3 separate regions of the Zea mays genome follow, and all the other regions are linked to region 2. Evidence: chromatin contacts called from public Hi-C data. All regions are on one chromosome and are shown on one strand. Each heading gives the region's core, a stretch centred on a gene start, on an enhancer-like site or on the middle of the called end of the contact. The rest is flanking DNA. Distances are from core to core; before and after follow the strand shown.

The links. A called contact is a pair of places that touch in the nucleus more often than the background predicts.
Region 1: a contact with region 2 is called in a Hi-C map of ear, with 2.9 times the contacts expected there. The contact joins the promoter of LOC109942268 here to the promoter of LOC100304270 in region 2. A contact is called at or near these places in 2 of 25 Hi-C or Micro-C datasets (ear and tassel).
Region 3: a Hi-C map of ear shows a contact between it and region 2, with 2.6 times the contacts expected there. The contact joins the promoter of LOC542350 here to the promoter of LOC100304270 in region 2. A contact is called at or near these places in 4 of 25 Hi-C or Micro-C datasets (ear, endosperm, leaf and 1 more).

What each region holds. Positions count from the first base shown.
Region 1 is chr9:137,062,248-137,065,339 of Zm-B73-REFERENCE-NAM-5.0, reverse strand. LOC109942268 (WRKY DNA-binding transcription factor 70) reads left to right here and starts at 1,269. Exons shown (of 5, transcript XR_002264989.3): 1 at 1,269-1,717; 2 at 1,833-1,937; 3 at 2,080-2,734; 4 at 2,958-3,035.
Region 2 is chr9:137,418,181-137,421,036 of Zm-B73-REFERENCE-NAM-5.0, reverse strand. LOC100304270 reads left to right here and starts at 1,405. Exons shown (of 9, transcript NM_001361395.1): 1 at 1,405-1,706; 2 at 2,123-2,856. The coding sequence starts at 2,291.
Region 3 is chr9:137,003,567-137,006,592 of Zm-B73-REFERENCE-NAM-5.0, reverse strand. LOC542350 (vacuolar sorting receptor homolog 1) reads left to right here and starts at 1,701. Exons shown (of 12, transcript NM_001305862.1): 1 at 1,701-2,444. The coding sequence starts at 2,138.

The DNA.
Region 1 (3,092 bases), core at 20-2,519, 360 kb after region 2:
TTTTATCAATCTCATAATTTCTATCAAATTAATCAAGCTGAGACCAATGTCATGGCTGTGGCGGGTATGGCTTAGATTTGGGTGAGCTGATCACTGAGGTAAGAAACCAAACATTCCCGAATCTCTAGTCGTTCCGGAACCTTTCATGCGCGACCCTACGGGGCGAGAGCAGACAAGTCAGCAGCAGCTAGTGGCTCCGGTTTAATTAAAATGACGCTGGTGGTCTCCGTCTCCCCTGTTCCAATCATCCATGTGTATGCACGCCGATTGCCGAAGACCAGTCAGTCTCCAGTCGTCGGACCGGACCCCGCGAGGCCGCGCAATGGACGGTCGTCGGAGAAACTGCCCAGGCATTTCCTGATCGTGAGACTCGGCCGGTGACCCTCGTCCATGCGTGTGCGTGATCTCACGCTACCCGTGTCATCGCGATGACGGCTCCGTGCCTGCACCGATCGATCCGGTAGATCCTTAGCTTTCCCCCTCCGGGTATCCATCGGCGACGGCCAGCCAGAGACCAGCCCACCGGCTCCCATGGTTTACTGCCTGCCTTCCATGCAGCTTCCTCCGCTCACTCTTTTAATTTCAGCCTGCCTTTCCACACCGCCTTTTCCTCCCTCTCAATCCCAGATAAACCATGGGGGTAAATTAAGAATGACTCACAATTAGCATTTCCTCGCATCTCTCTCTCTCTCTCTCTCTCTCTCTCTCTCTCTCTCTCTCTCTCTCTCTCTCTCTCTCTCTCTCTCTCTCTCTCTCTCTCTCTCTCTCTCTCTCTCTCTCTCTCTCTCTCTCTCTCTCTCTCTCTCTCTCTCTCTCTCTCTCTCTCTCTCTCTCTCTCTCTCTCTCTCTCTCTCTCTCTCTCTCTCTCTCTCTCTCTCTCTCTCTCTCTCTCTCTCTCTCTCTCTCTCTCTCTCTCTCTCTCTCTCTCTCTCTCTCTCTCTCTCTCTCTCTCTCTCTCTCTCTCTCTCTCTCTCTCTCTCTCTCTCTCTCTCTCTCTCTCTCTCTCTCTCTCTCTCTCTCTCTCTCTCTCTCTCTCTCTCTCTCTCTCTCTCTCTCTCTCTCTCTCTCTCTCTCTCTCTCTCTCTCTCTCTCTCTCTCTCTCTCTCTCTCTCTCTCTCTCTCTCTCTCTCTCTCTCTCTCTCTCTCTCTCTCTCTCTCTCTCTCTCTCTCTCTCTCTCTCTCTCTCTCTCTCTCTCTCTCTCTCTCTCTCTCTCTCTCTCTCTCTCTCTCTCTCTCTCTCTCTCTCTCTCTCTCTCTCTCTCTCTCTCTCTCTCTCTCTCTCTCTCTCTCTCTCTCTCTCTCTCTCTCTCGCGTAGTCTCGTGTGCGGTTTGTATCTAGCTAGGTATAACAACAGCCCACCCAGTGTGGGTTTCTAGATCGACGGCTGGTCTAGCTAGCCAGGGACTAGGACCGATCCATGGCGTCGTTTGGCAGCGACGACCACGTGCCGGCGGCCATGGCGGTGAACGATCTGGTCGAGGCGCGCGACGGCGTGGCGAGGCTCAGGATCTTGCTGCTGCAGCTGGACGAGCAGCGCGCGGCGTGGGCGCAGCTGGAGATCGACGCCGTGCTGGCCAAGCTGTCCAGCGCGATATCGGCGTTGGATACAAGCGAAGTAGGCCGGAGCCGGGCCGCCGGACCGGACGGTGCGAGGCCACAGCGACAGCAGTCGGGGAGGTCGGGCGGGAACAAGAGGAAACAAGGTTCCAGCAGAAGGTGAGCATGCACAGTTCGCTTAATGAGCTGAGCAGCTTGTTCATGCATGCCGTGCACTGTTTCTGACTGGTTTCTCGTTCGCTCTGCCCATTCGTTCACCATATATATATTTCAGCAGATCACAGCGCCCCTCTGACAAGAAGATCACTGCTACGCTGGAAGACGGGCACGAGTGGCGGAAGTATGGGCAGAAAGAGATCCAAGACTCACCCTATCCAAGGTACACACATGCATACTTCTTCATGCTCAGTTTATATATGATACATAGTCATATACGTATATGTGTCGAGGATCGAACAGATCACGGACCCCCAACGTGTTTGCTCTTGCTTGCTTGCATGCATGCGCGCGGCGCATTGCAGGAGCTACTACAGGTGCACGCACAAGGCAGACCAGGGCTGCAACGCCAAGAGGCAGGTCCAGCGCTGCGAGACGGACGCGTCCACGTACGTCGTCACCTACTACGGCGAGCACACGTGCCGGGACCTCTCGTCGATCCCGCTCATCCACCAGGCCGCCGCCGCCCGCGCGGAGGAGCCCGACGACGACCGTGCCAACAACCTCATCAGCTTCGGCTCCAACTCCAACAACGCGGCCAGCAACGGCGCCTCTTCCTCGCAGCAGCAGTACCAGCTGGCGATGGGCAGGAGCGCCGCCGACCACCACCAGCAGCTGTCCACGTCGTGGTGCACCAGCGACGACGTGTTCAGCTCGTCGGCCGGCTCGTTCATGCAGGTGGCGGACGACCAGCTGATCGGCGCCGTCGTCGTGGGCTCGGCCGGGGTGGCGTCGTCGGCGCCGGACCGTGCAGCAGGCACACTTCTTGGTGGTGGCGTGGCAAGCGGCGGCGGAGGCGCAGCCGCCGCCGGCAGTTTCCCGCCTTCTCCCAACAGCCTCGACTTCGTGGTCGGATCGCTCGGGAGCATAGGCGGCGGTGAGGACGACGAGGACATGTTTAGACTGGATCCATAGCAAGGAATCGAGCTATGTCAGCCCTTGTTCGTTTGTACCGAATTGGTGAGTCGGAATGATTCCTATCTGGATTTTGTTTCTTTAATTTATATAAACTTTAATTAGCTGTAACGATTTTGAATGCAATCCGACATAAACAAACAAGGCCTCACTCGGCGTGGTGAACCATGGCTAGCTAGCCTGTAAAGCACAATAAGGCCCGGCACCGACGTGTACATGCACTTGAGCCATCTTAACAAGCAGATCCCTTCTTTTCTCTCTATAGCAGCCTAGCGGGGTGGGAGAAGAGAACATGCATGATGTGTCACGCAATCACGTACGGGTGGCGTCTTGAAGAGGAGACAATGTAAGCAAAAAGAAAAGAGAAAATATATCTATTATGTCTAGTCCCCCCCCCCCCCCC
Region 2 (2,856 bases), core at 156-2,655:
TCGGCTAGTTTCTTGTCAGGCAAAGAAAAACTTTAACACTGGACACAAAAGTCAAAAGTCATATGTCCCTGACTAGATGTGCCACTAGGAGACATGCCATGTGTTTGTATAACTTTCACATACTTCATTGCACACAAAAAACCTATGTTTTAATTTGCGATAAAATGATGGAAATTGTACAGTTTTTTTTTCTCTCTCATGGAGAGCTCGATACCCACACTAATCGATCTCATGAGATGCTTCATGGCGCTGCACAAGAATTCCAATCACATTCTCAGAAGAGAAAAGAAAAACTACACTGCCAAAAACACCCCTTCAAAACGGGAGGCGGTTTCTTCTCTTTTAGCTCGAGACGAGAGAGAGAATGGAAGGGTCGTTGAGCAGCACAACAACTCAGAGAATATGAACTGCCACGTCTGGACTGAACTCAGCCATAATCTGCTCAAGACATGTTTATTTCCACGATAACCCCAACGCATTGGGCGAAACTGGAAACAGCCCAAAAGGTCCAAACAGCGTACAACACAACGGCGCAACAAATCACGCGCGCACACGCGCTGAATCAGGTGAATATTGTTAGAAGCAAAGAGCGAAAGATGTAAACGGTTGTCTGTGTATTTTATTTAGCATTATATCTGTGTATTTTATTTAGCATTATATCTATCCCAGTCTATAATATTCACCAGTTTAAACTTACAAAAACCATCCAACCAAACCCCCACACGCTTATAATCTCCACTAAATCCACTAAACAAATTGCATCAAAACTTAACACTATCAAACAAACAGTTTAGATTGCTCTCCTTACTTACTAAAATCCAATTAACAATATTATTTGGATAATCCCTTCTCTCCTCTCCCGCGATCCCGCTGCTCCCAGTCTCCCCCTTCATCCTCCACGCGTCCTGTCACCCCCTCCCCATACTAGCTTCGTCGCTGCCGTCAACCTCTCTCCTCGCATCGTCGCATTTGCCATCAACCCCTTCTCTCCGATCTCCACCGAGATCGTAACATTAGCACGATTTATATGTTAATATGTATTAAACTCGCTGGTATAAAAATGTTAAAATATTAATCCCTTCATCCTAAAATATTAATCGTTTTAGCTCTTGATTTTTATGTTTATGTTTAAATGGATGATAATAAATCTAGACACATATGTAAAATAAATACACTATAATTATTATATGAATTAACTAAATGATAAAACAAATTTTATTTGGGATAAAGAGAGTATTTTATATTATAATATGTATGTTATTAATATAACGGAGTCTAATCTAAAATAGAAAGTGGATAGTTATGAAGAGAGTGACAACACGCTCTTTAAAGTTAAGCATGGATTGATTATTATTATTATTAATAATAATTCTCAACAAATACTTGGCGCTCCTCCACCCGTCCAAGTCCAGCACCTCCTCCCACCTCCCTCACCGTCCCCGAGCTGCGAGCGCGAAAAAAAAAGCGAGAGCACCACGTACCTCGCCGCCGTCGTCTCCGCCTCTCCCCTCGCCACGTCGCTGCCGAGCTGCCGGGTACACCGCCAGGCGCAGCCAGATCCGCGCGGTCCGAACCCGGGAGCGCGCCGCCGTGCGTTTCGGATCCGCGTAAGGCGCGCCGCCGGATCCGCCGCGCCGACAGGGAGGGCGCTGCCGACGTCCAGCTCGGCATTGGTTTGGCTCGATCCGGAGGCGCGGCGACTGTGGGTGCGTGTCTCGACCCTGTCCTGGTCCCCGATTGTCTCTCTTTGGCGCGATCTGGGAAATGTTCTCTGTAAAGTATTTTTTGGGTTTATCCGCTGCATATTGTTCGATCCACCGTATGGACATAGCTCCGGTCTTAGAAAATTTGGATTTTAGGCGCTTGAATCGAGTACTCATTTTGATTGATACGATTTTGAGTTTCCCCCCTTGTGAGTAATATTGTTTCCCGTTCGAAGCTCAATAGTTGCTGGTTGAGCTGTTTTTACTTCAAGTTACCTTCATCCAGTAGAAGCTTGTGGAGTATTAATCCCGCTTTGAGTGCTCGTGGAATTGTGCTCCATAACCTGTTAGCTATTGTCCTTACATGACTGCACTGATTGATGAGACTAAAGCTTTTGCTATATGTTTTGTTTCAATAGGTGGGAGTAATCTGTATTTGTGGAGCTTTGCTTGGTGCTGAAAATTGTGCAAACATGAGATGGCTTCAGCATATAGCGTGCTGGAAGTGGGCACCGTGCAACTGAGCCCATCCTTCTTGTAGCCAGATTCCTTATTCCAATGATGCAGTGGTTGGTAGGTTGCAGTAGATGACTACCGGTGATCCCTTGCTCCTGTCATCATCGGGAAGTGCAGATTCACCTTCAAAGCCAGCTCGGCCTTCGGTAGGCTCATTAGGCTGCCTCTGCGCAACTGATTCATTCTCTTCTTCACTGTACGAGGATTGTGAAACGGCTTCTGTCACACTCACGGATGAAAGGGAGGCTCAACCAAGACATTTACGCGAGTTGTCTGATGTGAGCAGGGTGGCAGAGCGCTTCCAGTCTGCTGATTCACAATTCTTCCATCGTCTCTCAGTGGAATGCTCTCAGAAGGAGAGGCAGCGGAAGGTTTCTTGGGGTGGCGCAATGGAGAGGCAGCATTCTCCATCATCCCTAGAGATTGGAATGGTATCTTCTTCACATGAGAAGCCAAATCGCTCCCAGAGAATCAGGAACAAGAGCTCACAGTTTGAAGATCCATCCGAGCAAGAGCCAAGAAAAATATACATTAATGATCCTAACAAGACAAATGATCGATATGAATTTACAGGGAATGAGATCAGGACAAGCAAGTACACTTTGATTACGTTCTTGCCTAAGAACCTCTTCATACA
Region 3 (3,026 bases), core at 452-2,951, 410 kb after region 2:
ACCAGATGCGATCAAACTTTTGGGCTAGATGTGATGGTAATGGCAACCACATGAAGATAAATCAAAGAGATTCAGCTATAAAGTAGAGCTAAAACGGTCTTCCCAAACAAAGTAGCCAAAAAGTGTGTTCACGCAAAGATCGATCATACACTAACTCTGACTAAATTGCCCGAGCTACCATAGATCAAAGAACACATGAGGTAACCAACATAATTTTACGGCGAAGAGCGGCGAGGTTCACAAGCAAATCAGCAAAAGATAGTTATCACATTTATGTGGCCAAGAACAACTAGTTCTCGAGCAAACTAGCAGAGGAACCGTCGAAGCTCTCATACGAAAGGGACCTTGTCAAGGCAAGGACATCGATGGATAGCTATAGGTCCATCAACAAGACTAGGGCGTCGAATCAAACGATAAACAACATGAGGTTGAAATAGATTAGAGCAAAATGAGGAATATATGTAAAAAGAGCGATTGGATGCTAGCTTACTCAATCGGATATGATCATCCAATATATATACATACATAGAGATAGAAAGAGGGAGTAATCTTATCTATTAGAAAACCTTTCCAAGACGTATTTTTCAAGTTTTTCCATGAGTTTAAAACAGTTCATATCGGAATCCAAAAGGTCAGATCCAAACATGGTCTTTTTTTATATTTGTCGAAAGTTCGGACGTCCATCGCAACTTTTGAACTCCGTTAGGACTTCGGGCATGGGAATGATCCTAGACATTGAAATAGGTTTTTGAAAAAAAATGGATATGGGTCAGAATTTTTTATGTTGGAGTATCTTTTCGAGAGCGTAACTCATTTATTTAGACTCTAAATCGTATATATATTTCGACCATCTCAACAAGCGACTCTGAATGGTGAGACTCAGTTCATATTTTAATAATAACCTCACAAAATGTTTTTTTTTACAAAATGACCAATTTTGTCACCGTATATTGCTGTCTGGGCAAATGCACGATGCTTATCTGTTTCCTTGTGGGGGTAGAGGCAGATGACAAGGCGATGAGCATTTATCCGGTCCGGCATCACAGAATGGACCACGGAGATTGCAAGATGCAATAACTGAAAGTGGACCATGAATCTGCGTCTCATTGACGGATACTCCGATAGCGACCGATTCTGATTATTGGAAAGTAAATTCAGAACGGTAGGTCCTGATGACTCGATGTGGATGGGCTTGTTGTATCATTATTGAACTCCAGAAGAAGTTTTACTTCCCCGTGAAGCAAAGCTGATCGATGTAAATTACTCCGGCAGCAGTAGTAGTCCTCTTGTCTTTGGCTGCCCGTCTGTCTTGGTTGACTCTCAGTTTCACGATTTCATCCTAGACGTGCACAATAAATAAACTTGCATAAACAATTCAAAGTGCCCTGTGAATGACTCGGTTAATTTTCCTTGGGCAGTTGAGCACTTGAGCATGAGCTGAAGGGCACAAGAACGTTGACAAGCTCGAATCTCGAAGCTGTAGATTCAAGAAAACCGAACCCAACCAACCGCCAGCCTTGACCCACGCGACGCGATCCCCGAGCTCACGCCGTGGCAGCGCATGCATGCACGAGGGTCCAAGTCATCGCCGGCGCCCTGGCCCACCCATCGCCCATCCAACGGCCGCCCGCGTCGCGACGGACACTGTCAGCTTCCGATCCGCGTGTGGTGTGGTTCTGGTCGTTCGGGTGACTTGTTTGGCAGGGCTCTACTTGGACGGGGTGAGGAGAGGCGAGGAGAGCAGAGCAGGCAGCCGACGACTTCCCCACGCGGAGGCGTTGCTTCCCGGTCGTCCAACGCCTGGCATCCCTTCCTTCTCCTCACCCAGCAGCAGCCGGTCGGCCTCGGCTAGATCTCGCCGGCCGCCTCCAATTGGTTGTCCACTGTGGCCGGGCCGAGGGGTACTTATCTATAGGCCCGCAGATCTGCGCCTGCGCCCGTGGGAATCTCCGCACCTCGCTATCCGTCTCTTGGATAGATCGATCTTCCGTCGCTGGTTCCCCTTCGCCCCACACGAGTACTTCCAAGGAACTGGAACTTCCAGCCGGCACGGGGATTCGAGCTTCTGCTCTATCAGCAACTCCACTGGGCGCTGAGGGTCTGTAGCAGAGCGGTGCGATCGGGGCAGAAGGGAGCCATGATGAGGGGGCAGGCGTGGCTGGCGCTGCTGGTCGTGGTGGCGCTGGCCTTGGCGGACGCGGCGGCGGGGAGGTTCGTGGTGGAGAAGAACAGCCTCGAGGTGACCTCCCCCGACGAGCTCAAGGGCAAGTACGAGTGCGCCATCGGCAACTTCGGGGTGCCGCAGTACGGGGGCACCCTGCACGGATGGGTCGAGTACCCCAAGTCCAACCGGAAGGCGTGCCAGAGCTTCGACCAGTTCGACATCTCGTTCAAGCCCAAGCAGGCTGGGGGACGACCCATCTTCGTCCTCGTCGACCGCGGAGGTGACCTTGGCTCTGTCTGTCCTGCCCCTTTTTTTTTTCTGGTCCGGGCTGTTGTTGCTCCATTCAAAGTTGCGCGCGATAGTTATTTTTGGAAACCTATTTTTCTGTTGTCCACATGTTCTTTGGAAATTGGTTGCTCAAATTAGTGAACCGCATTAGGGAGGGTGGTCTTTTATCGTGTTTCGTTCAATCTAGCTCTACTTCCTATTATTAATTACTGTTCAGTTACGAACTGCTAGCCTCCTGGCTCCTACATTCCTAAAAGGAAGAGTAAAGATTATTAATAATAGATCTTTGTAGACAATTTCTCAGCCCAACTTATATAGTAGGCAGATTAATAGATGTCCACTCATCTCTGACAAAGTTCTTGGTTCTTGTGCTTAAACCAATGGGAAGCTTATAGCCCGTTTCCGCTCTCTCTCATCTCCTCTCCCCTTCACGCATCCACCTAAACATACTCTTGATTATACTTGCCCCTACTATGAGGTGTGTTCTTTGAATTTTCTATTTCGGGCTTCCATTCCCTTGAAATTGAATGCAGCCTACCCTTTTTTCTAAGAAAATGCTTCCATTCCCTTGAAA